3 separate regions of the Mus musculus genome follow, and all the other regions are linked to region 1. The links are chromatin contacts, called in public Hi-C and promoter capture Hi-C maps. All regions are on one chromosome and are shown on one strand. Each heading gives the region's core, a stretch centred on a gene start, on an enhancer-like site or on the middle of the called end of the contact. The rest is flanking DNA. Distances are from core to core; before and after follow the strand shown.

Region 1 (2,689 bases), core at 96-2,595:
GCCCATTTTCTAATGCTCCCAGGGCCAGTGGCCAGGCAGCTGTCCCCTAGCCCACAGACATAGAGCAATAGGCCCGAGAAGTGGGTCATGGCCAAGTAAAAGTGGTGTTGATAACTTTGTGTCATAACCAACGAACTAGAGACCAGGTTAACATTGAGTGGACTACACCATTGATCTCTTGGTTGGTTTTGACCTTATCCATGAGTCCAACTTCCACAAGACTGGCATGGTATCTATTAGCTATTGACAAGTTTTCTTTCATAAATCGTAACAGCTTCCTTTTCCCCTATAGCACATGTAGGGAATGTATTATCTATGGAATAAAATATGTTTATGAGTGATTTTCAAACAAACAAACTTGCAGAAAGCCCCTTTCTCCACAGGCCAAAGGGAAACAGATACAAACTAAGCCTTCTCAATTAAATTAGCATGCCTAAATTAAACATTCCTTTTATCTATGTCGCCTTCCTTCTCTTCCTTGTTGTGGCCGGGGGTGGGTATGACAGTGAAGCAGGGCTTGTTTTCTTGCTTTCAAGAATCTGCAAGTAATTGGGGTTGAATCTTGTCACAGGGAAAAGCTTTAGAGCTCAGCTTAACAAGCAGACTCATAAAGGAAGCCTTCCCTGGACCATCTGCTTGCTGCAGGCCATGACAACAGATCCCTTAAACATAGCGAAGCTAGGGAGGAGGGGAGGTGGGTGTGAGGAAGGAGGTAGGGCGCTTTCACAGAGACGGGAGACGGGAGACGGTAGACGGGGCTTCCCGTTGAGACTTGAAGGATAAATAGGAGTGTGTGGCACACTTAAACATTAACAAAGGCTCATAAAACATGAACCAGGACCCATGGTGCAGATGAGTCGAGGAGAAACGAGCTTGGATCAGCACTGTGCTTTTAAGACAAGCAGAGAGGGACTGGGCATGATAGCCAAGTGAGATTTCCCTCCAGGGTCCAACTAGGGTTCATGTTCCAGTTGCTGCCCTTGAAGATACCAAGAGGTCCCATCTTCCCCATTAGCAGTAGAGATGGCTTTTTAAAAGGTGAGCTAATGGCTTGCAGAAAGCTTTTTATAACTCAGAGGTTAAAACAGGGAGGCTGCGGCTCCTTTCACAGTTAACCGGAGAGTTCTTGACCAGCACTCGTTCCCCAAGCTGGCTTGAGTTTGGGGTTCACTATACCCAGTTTCTTTACTGCTTTGTGCATCTTCCAAAGCTCTCCTTCCACTCTGAGCTGCTGGGCTCCTGCCTCTACAGCGACATTTTCTTCCCTTCCTCTCTCCCTTCCCGCCTTCTCAGCTGTCAGAACCTGACTCAGCCGGAGCTGTGTGGGAACAGCATGGAGTGAATCACCGAGCAGTGATTCTGAAGGGGACCTGATTACCCCCTAGTCCGCCAGGCACATCTTGTTCCTGCCTAGCTGACCATTTTCATGGAAGCTATTTTTTGTGTATGAGACCGTTACTCCTGGACTCCAGGCAGAGTATAAAAAGCAGAGCGATAGCTCATGGGGTAGTTGGTCAGAATCATATTTCCCAGGGCACTGACCGGGATTTTGACAAGACACAGCTGGCTGAGGGAGTATGCTGGAAAACTTAGCCCTGGGGTGAGGAAGAAGAGGAGGAGGGCCCTTTAAATAGCAGGTGGCTTCACTGTTTCTATAAATGAGATGGTACGTTTCCACTGAGCGCTGATTACAAAGATGGTCTTTTATTAGACAGCTGTACCAACCCATAGGCCAGCCCTTGAGGCTCTATCAGGGAAAATTTCCCTGCGGCTCATAAACATGCTTGGATGCACATCTCTGTTCAGTGCCAGGGCTGTTTGTTACTGATTTCTGCCTGTGGATTCTGCGCAGGCCACAAATGAGGGGCCTGTCAGGGATGGAGGGAGAGTCATGGGCCAGAGCCTTGTTTCAAACACTGCCAGACTTAGTTATCCTCTCCATTTGTGTATTTATCTTAGAGCAGGTTGTCCTCTAAGACACTGTTGAGACACTGAAGAGAAACACAAGTGCTCTGTCCTAAGAGAGAGAGAGGAGAGGGGAAAAGGAGGTGGAGGAGGCCTTCAAAGCCCTGTAGATCTCTCCGTGAAGGAATGCTGAACGCACCTTTAATCAACTCAGAACTCCCCCTTGAAAATGCAGAATGATGTGGGTGGCGTGTGAGCTGTGCATCACCCCTGGGTGAACTGCCTGCTTTGCAGTAACTTTGCTCTTAGGAAACTGAGATTCGTGGCCCATGGCTCCTTAGAGTGATCCAACCCATTGGACAACATTCCTGAAAACACAGTGGTCTGCGTGGTTGTGAAGTCAACCTTGGTCGGTCAAAACCTCCCTGGCCATGTCTCCACACCCCTCCACTGTTGTCTCTTAATTTGACACAAATCATAGCAGCTAATACCAAGAATCTACTTGATTTTTATCATATTGTCTAACACCTTAGATTTTTTTAAGCTTTATTTTATATCACTTAGATGTACAATAAACTAGAGCATGCACACAGCCCTAAGTTCAACCTACAAAATGTAAAATAAACTTTATTTAACTTATAATTATTGTTGCTACTGTTGTTATTGTGGGGGGAGGCATATGCATACCACAGTGTGAGTGTAGAGGTCAAAGGATAAGTTTGTAGAGTTGATTTTCTTCTCCCATCTTTACATGTGTTTGGGGATTGAACTCAGGTTAGCAGTC
Region 2 (2,689 bases), core at 57-2,556, 670 kb after region 1:
CTGGGTCCCATTTGTTAGAAGAGGCAAACCTACATCTGCAGATTGTTCTTTGACCTCTACAGGCACATCATAGTGTGCACATACCCATACAGATACACAATACATAAATGCACACATAAATTTAATAAAATTAATTTTTAAAAGTGAATTATAAAAAAAATGACCATACAGAATCTCAGATGAAGGAAGCAGTAGTGTTCTTCACATTTAGAAGAAGAAAGTCTTTTTATTAATTTCACTTTCTACACTTTAGCTTCTATCACTAGAGAGCATCTCTTCTTCCGACCCTGACTGGTTCTCCATCTGTGTGTGGGCAATTACTGTCGCACAGTTAGGGTGGATCTGAGACCTCTCAGTCCTCTCTCACTTGGAGCTGTTAATGGCTGACTAACAACTTAGCAAGAGATTGAACCCTGGGCTTTACTAAGATCACTATCCTATGCCACCTCTGTTCCCAGTTTCTCAGCATTCAGAAAGCAACAGTACCCCAGGCCTCTGAATTATGTGTTCAGGTGGGCTGTTGGGGGTGGGGGGTCCTGGGAGGCCCCTTTTCCTAGTTCACACCTTTCTAGTTGTTTGACTGTCCCTTGCTGCCACAAGAAGTCCTCAAAGCTGTGGGAAGCTGCCATGGGGAAGAGCCAGTGCGCGTGTCTGCTGAAGGCAACAGAGTGGACCCCCACACCCACCCCTGCGAACTGCATGGTAGCCTTGCTTCCCCGGCAGGTGTGAAGCCGCAGGTGGAGGTTGATGCACTTACAAACTCATGGAAACTGACAGGAACACCGGCAGACGAACCCCCTGGGGATGCTGCCTGCGTGCCCTTAAGCAAGAAAAAGGATCCCTCTTCTGTGAACACTGACTCTGAGCAGGTCGCCTGACTCTCCTGGGCCTCAGTTTCTTCACCCGCTAACTGGGGATACCAGGGAACGCAGAAATTCTGAGCTGGGTGAGGGCTCCAGGAATGCTAATCCACACGCGATCTAAACTGAGGCTCTGGACCGCCCAGCCCCCTTGCTGAGCTAAGTTAAGACCTTAGGTTTTGTTTAGTAGCTGAAGCAGGATTCGAACTCCTCGAAGAAAGGAAGAAAGCGACTTGACTGACACTCACCTTCTTGGCTCGAGTGCTTCCAGCTGGTGCCATGTCGCCGCCGCTGTACAGGCGCGGGTCCCGGTGGCACCGGTCCTGGAGGCGCTGCGCTGCTGGAGCCCGCCCCTCCGTGGGATGACCCATCCCCTCCCCCAACCCCCACCCCACCTCCACCCTCTCTACCTCCCTCCTAAGGCCGGGATCTGTCCATGCTCCACTGCCACCTCGCCATGCTCCGCCCGGGCGCGCTGCGGCTGCGGGGCCTCGCGCTGCGGGGCTCCCCCAGGCGCCCAAGCTCCGCTGGCCTCCGGGAAGGGTGAGTACCCGATGGCTGCCGGGTGGGAAGAGGAGCAGGGCAGGCTTTCTGGCTCCCAGGAATGGGCTGGGGTTCTCCTGGAATTACCTGCTAACTACCAGGTAAAACTGTCTCTCCGACTCCAGCCCCCTGGCCTGTCACCAGCGGGCAGTGTGTGCAGGTCTGGGAGAGTCTGCTGTTTCTTGTCTCTGGTGCATCTGTGTCTTGGTGGTGGTTATCATTGTTTTGTATTTAATGATTAATATGTCCTCGAGATTATTCTATACCAGGGTGTATCGATTTGCCTTATTCTTTTTAATGGCTGCATAGTTTTTCATTTTATCAATACTTTATATTATAATGAAGCAGTCTACTCATTAATATTTAGACTGCTTCTGGTTGGTTGTTACCGCTGAGAACGTGAATCAGACATTCTTAATGCAAATATGTTTGGACAATATGGGAGTCTGTTTTCGTTTTAAATCATTTTTTTCTTTTTCTTTTCTTTTTGTTTTCAATTTAAAAAAAAAGAAAATTGTTAGGGAAACGGTTAGGTTATTTGAAAGTAAAAGACAGCAAGGTTCCTGTGAAATTTGAATGCCCCTGCGGTGGGTGCTTGTTTTCCATGTCTTCCTGGGCATCTAGAGTAGGATTGTCAAATTGCATTCCTGTGAGAAGATATTTTCCTTTAGTGTCTGTCTGTATGCATCTTTGAAGTTCCTGTCCTGACGTTATTCCTGACGTCATCCATGGTGGCAAGGTGAGGTTTCTGTTCATAGAGTAACTCAACAAACACTATTGTGAGCTGACTCAGTCTGCATTTTACGTTCTGTGGTCTGCAAGAACAGTTTTTGAGTTGCAATCCAGTTTCACTGCAGATTTTTGACATAGTGCTTATGGTGAGTGGGTGGGCTTATTCCAGGTACTGGGAACACAAGGCCCACAGAACTGCAGTTCTGGCTCCCTTAGGACTCAGCAGCTGCCTGCTGCCTGTTGAGTACAGTTTCTCTCAACAAATACAGGATGTTGGCCAGTCTCACAGGAGCGCTGCAAACGCAAGCGAGGTAGTGCACAAGAGCGATTTGTAAGCTATAAAGCATCACAATTAGGACACTGCATCTGATACAGAAGGAAATAGAGAGCGTGCATCTTGGGTTAATTTGTATAAAACTGACTAGACAGTGCTTATATACATATGGCATTTGCATATATTCTGAAATATTGAGAGTAATCGCAGATGACATTTCTTTTTTTTTTTTTTTTTTTTCGAGACAGGGTTTCTCTGTACAGCCCTGGCTGTCCTGGAA
Region 3 (2,689 bases), core at 72-2,571, 610 kb after region 1:
TCTTGCATGATCATCCTAAGCAGCCTTGACTTATCATAAAAGGATAATTATCAGTAAAATACAGTTTGGCTAGTTTTCCTCTCTCTTTCTCTCTCTCTCTCTCTCTCTCTCTCTCTCTCCAGTTTAGTTGTGTTCCACTGGGTCAGCACTATTTCTGTAGCTCACAGCAGTACAATGATGACATCTGTCTCCTTCATTTTTTACTCCCTTTTTTTCAGTCTCCAAGGCCAACAGAGTGCCTCCAGGTGCTTAGAAACCAGAAACATTTGTGGCTGTTACTTCTCTCCTGTGTCGCGGGTGTCCTGCCCTACCTACTGCCTTTGTGACAAATCCTTGCATTTGAAAGTCATCGATGTTTTGCTGTTTTTAAGAGGCTGAACATTCGTTAGGAAGATGTTGAGAAACTTGAGACTCTTCATCCGGTAGCTTTTTGTTTTGTTTTTTTGTTTTTCGAGACAGGGTTTCTCTGTGTAGCCCTGGCTGTCCTGGAACTCACTTTGTAGACCAGTCTGACCTCGAACTCAGAGATCCGCCTGCCTTTGCCTCCTGAGTGATGGGATTAAAGGCGTGCACCACCATGCCCGGCTCCGGTAGCTCTTTAACACAAGATCGCGCGTGCCTACCCCTGAAGCAGCTCATGGGTGCTTCTATTTTCCTTTTTTATTGCTTTGGTAGGCAGCTTGTGGGAAGTCCAGAGTGGATGAGGGCATGCTGTTCAGTAACGGTGGCTATTTGGGAAAACAATCTGAAAAGTTGATAAGCACGTGAGTGTGCTCACAGCGGGGGAGAATTCTAGGGAATCTGGTTGGAGACATATAAGGCTTTTCTTGCTGGGTTAGCTGTCCTGGATGTTATCCAAAGATTCACATGTCTTAGGACTAGGGGGAAAAAAACTGCCCAAAACAAAAAGGGATACAGACATTTCTGCCAAGTAACATGAATCTATGCCCATGAAATAGCTCTTGAAAGCAAAGCCAGGGCTTTTCAGGTCTTCCCTGCTGGTGAGCTGCTGCCCCCATCTGGAAACGTTGGGAACTGAAGTTTTTTATTTGTTCCAGGCCAGGTCTCATTCTCTAGGGGCTGCCTTTGTCCTGTGCAAATGTGTTTTTGCTGAAGTTTGAAGAAGTGCCATAATCTGATAAGTTTATTCAGTTTCTGTCGAATCCGAATAACTCCAAGGATTTTTATTTCCCCGGGTCGAAGATGTCTCCTTAGCTTCGGGAACCATCTGTTCTGGCTCCACTCTCCTAAGAGGCTAAGTTAACCACCGCATCCTCCTTGGCAGCCCTGAACTAGCAAGGAGCGCTTCCTGACTTGGCATCTTGCCTAAAAGTATCTGCCCTTAAAAGGTAGCGTTTGGACTTTGATGGTCAGGACTTGGGCTCTGATTCCACATTGGAAAGAGAGGCCCCTTGGTCTTGCAAACTTTATGTGCCTCAGTACAGGGGAACGCCAAGTCCAAGAAGTGGGAGTGGGTGGGTAGGGAAGTGTGTGTGGGGGGGGAAGGTATGGGGGACTTTTGGGATAGCATTGGAAATGTAAATGAAGAAAATTCCTAATTAAAAAAAAAATCTTTAGCCGGGTGGTGGTGGCACACACCTTTAATCCCAGCACTTGGGAGGAAGAGGCAGGCAGATTTCTGAGTTCGAGGCCAGCCTGGTCTACAGAGTGAGTTCCAGGACAGCCAGGGCTATACAGAGAAACCCTATCTCGAAAAAAAAAAAAATCTTTATACTTAACTCAAATAAACTCTTAGGCCTTAAATGAGCCTTCTCTTTTAATGAGTTCTGGGAGCAATATGCGCTTGGAGGAGAGACTGAGTATATATTTTTTAAAGTCAGATGGAGAAGCCCACCACTAGGAGCCAGTGTTGATATACAGTTCAAGAATAGCTTAACCATCGTCGTTCCTTCTGATGACATTTTTTAAATCAAAGGATAGAAAAATGATGAAAGGCTATGATATTCTGTGCTGTAATAAAGTTCTGGAAAGGATATTAAAGGGAAATACATTTTTCAGAGTAAGACATCTGGAAGTCCAGTAGCCTTTCTATCATCTAAGATGGAAAAATACTGAGCTTGCTTTGAGAATGTAAGAGAGATAGAAGATAGCAGTTGGCAAAGAAAACCAGGTTGGGCTCTAAATGCATTAGCTCTGTATTCTGGGAGCAGGGAATTAACTGCTAAAAAATTCTACAAGTTTGTTTTTTTTTTTTTCCAACTTCAAACACATTATCTGTTTTAATATTCTAGCATTCCAATGAAGTAAACAGTGCTGCTATTTTTTATAGCTGGAGAAATTGAGGTGTAGATATTTTGTACAGGACTAGAATTACAGAGCCACAACGAGTCAAGTGGAATCAAAACAGCCTCATGTCTCATTTGTCTTTTTTATTGTTTGAAAATTGTATGCACAGTCCACTCCCTCCCAGCTCCTCCCATATCCCCGTCTCTCAACTTCATGCCGTCTTTTTAACATCCACTGAGTGCAGTAAGTGCTGCCAGGACGTTGTTGGGTATGGAGCGGGGGGGGGGGGGGGGGGGGGGCAAAGGCAGGAGCATACAAATGACTGGCCTGGCAAGGTCAGCCCCCCTCCCCCACTCCACTGGAGCAAAGGTGGCATGAATGCTGGGAAAGTAGCCAGTCACTTCCTCATTGGACTGTGGAGTATTCAGTCCCAGAGTAATTT

What was found. Promoter capture Hi-C pulls out the DNA fragments that hold promoters and counts their contacts. A called contact is a pair of places that touch in the nucleus more often than the background predicts.
Region 2: a contact with region 1 is called in a promoter capture Hi-C map of hippocampal neurons, with 3 times the contacts expected there. The contact joins the promoter of Dmgdh here to the enhancer-like site in region 1. A contact is called at or near these places in 8 of 39 promoter capture datasets (the 3T3-L1 cell line, the C10 cell line, HPC-7-derived erythroid cells and 5 more) and 1 of 9 other capture datasets (embryonic stem cells).
Region 3: a contact with region 1 is called in a Hi-C map of uterus, with 4 times the contacts expected there. The contact joins two enhancer-like sites. A contact is called at or near these places in 1 of 39 promoter capture datasets (cranial neural crest), 1 of 15 datasets of contacts at CTCF or cohesin (large pre-B cells), 19 of 484 Hi-C or Micro-C datasets (the C2C12 cell line, the G1E-ER4 cell line, the HL-1 cell line and 12 more), 1 of 115 datasets of contacts at active chromatin or transcription factors (epiblast stem cells) and 1 of 9 other capture datasets (embryonic stem cells).

What each region holds. Positions count from the first base shown.
Region 1 is chr13:92,999,411-93,002,099 of GRCm38.p6, forward strand. No RefSeq gene overlaps it. Among named protein-coding and RNA genes, the nearest start is that of Gm41019, 5.1 kb to the right of the region's middle. Within about 2 kb of position 1,346, at least 49 of the 459 cell types and tissues checked have an H3K27ac peak or open chromatin away from gene starts, as enhancers often do. A contact at or near this core is called in hippocampal neurons and uterus, where this site is marked.
Region 2 is chr13:93,673,130-93,675,818 of GRCm38.p6, forward strand. It overlaps Dmgdh (dimethylglycine dehydrogenase precursor), which reads left to right and starts at 1,307. Exons shown (of 16, transcript NM_028772.3): 1 at 1,307-1,403. The coding sequence starts at 1,318. Bhmt2 (betaine-homocysteine methyltransferase 2) reads right to left here and starts at 1,173. Exons shown (of 8, transcript NM_022884.2): 1 at 1,109-1,173. The coding sequence starts at 1,141.
Region 3 is chr13:93,612,115-93,614,803 of GRCm38.p6, forward strand. No RefSeq gene overlaps it. Among named protein-coding and RNA genes, the nearest start is that of Gm31977, 15 kb to the left of the region's middle. Within about 2 kb of position 1,322, at least 31 of the 459 cell types and tissues checked have an H3K27ac peak or open chromatin away from gene starts, as enhancers often do. A contact at or near this core is called in uterus, where this site is marked.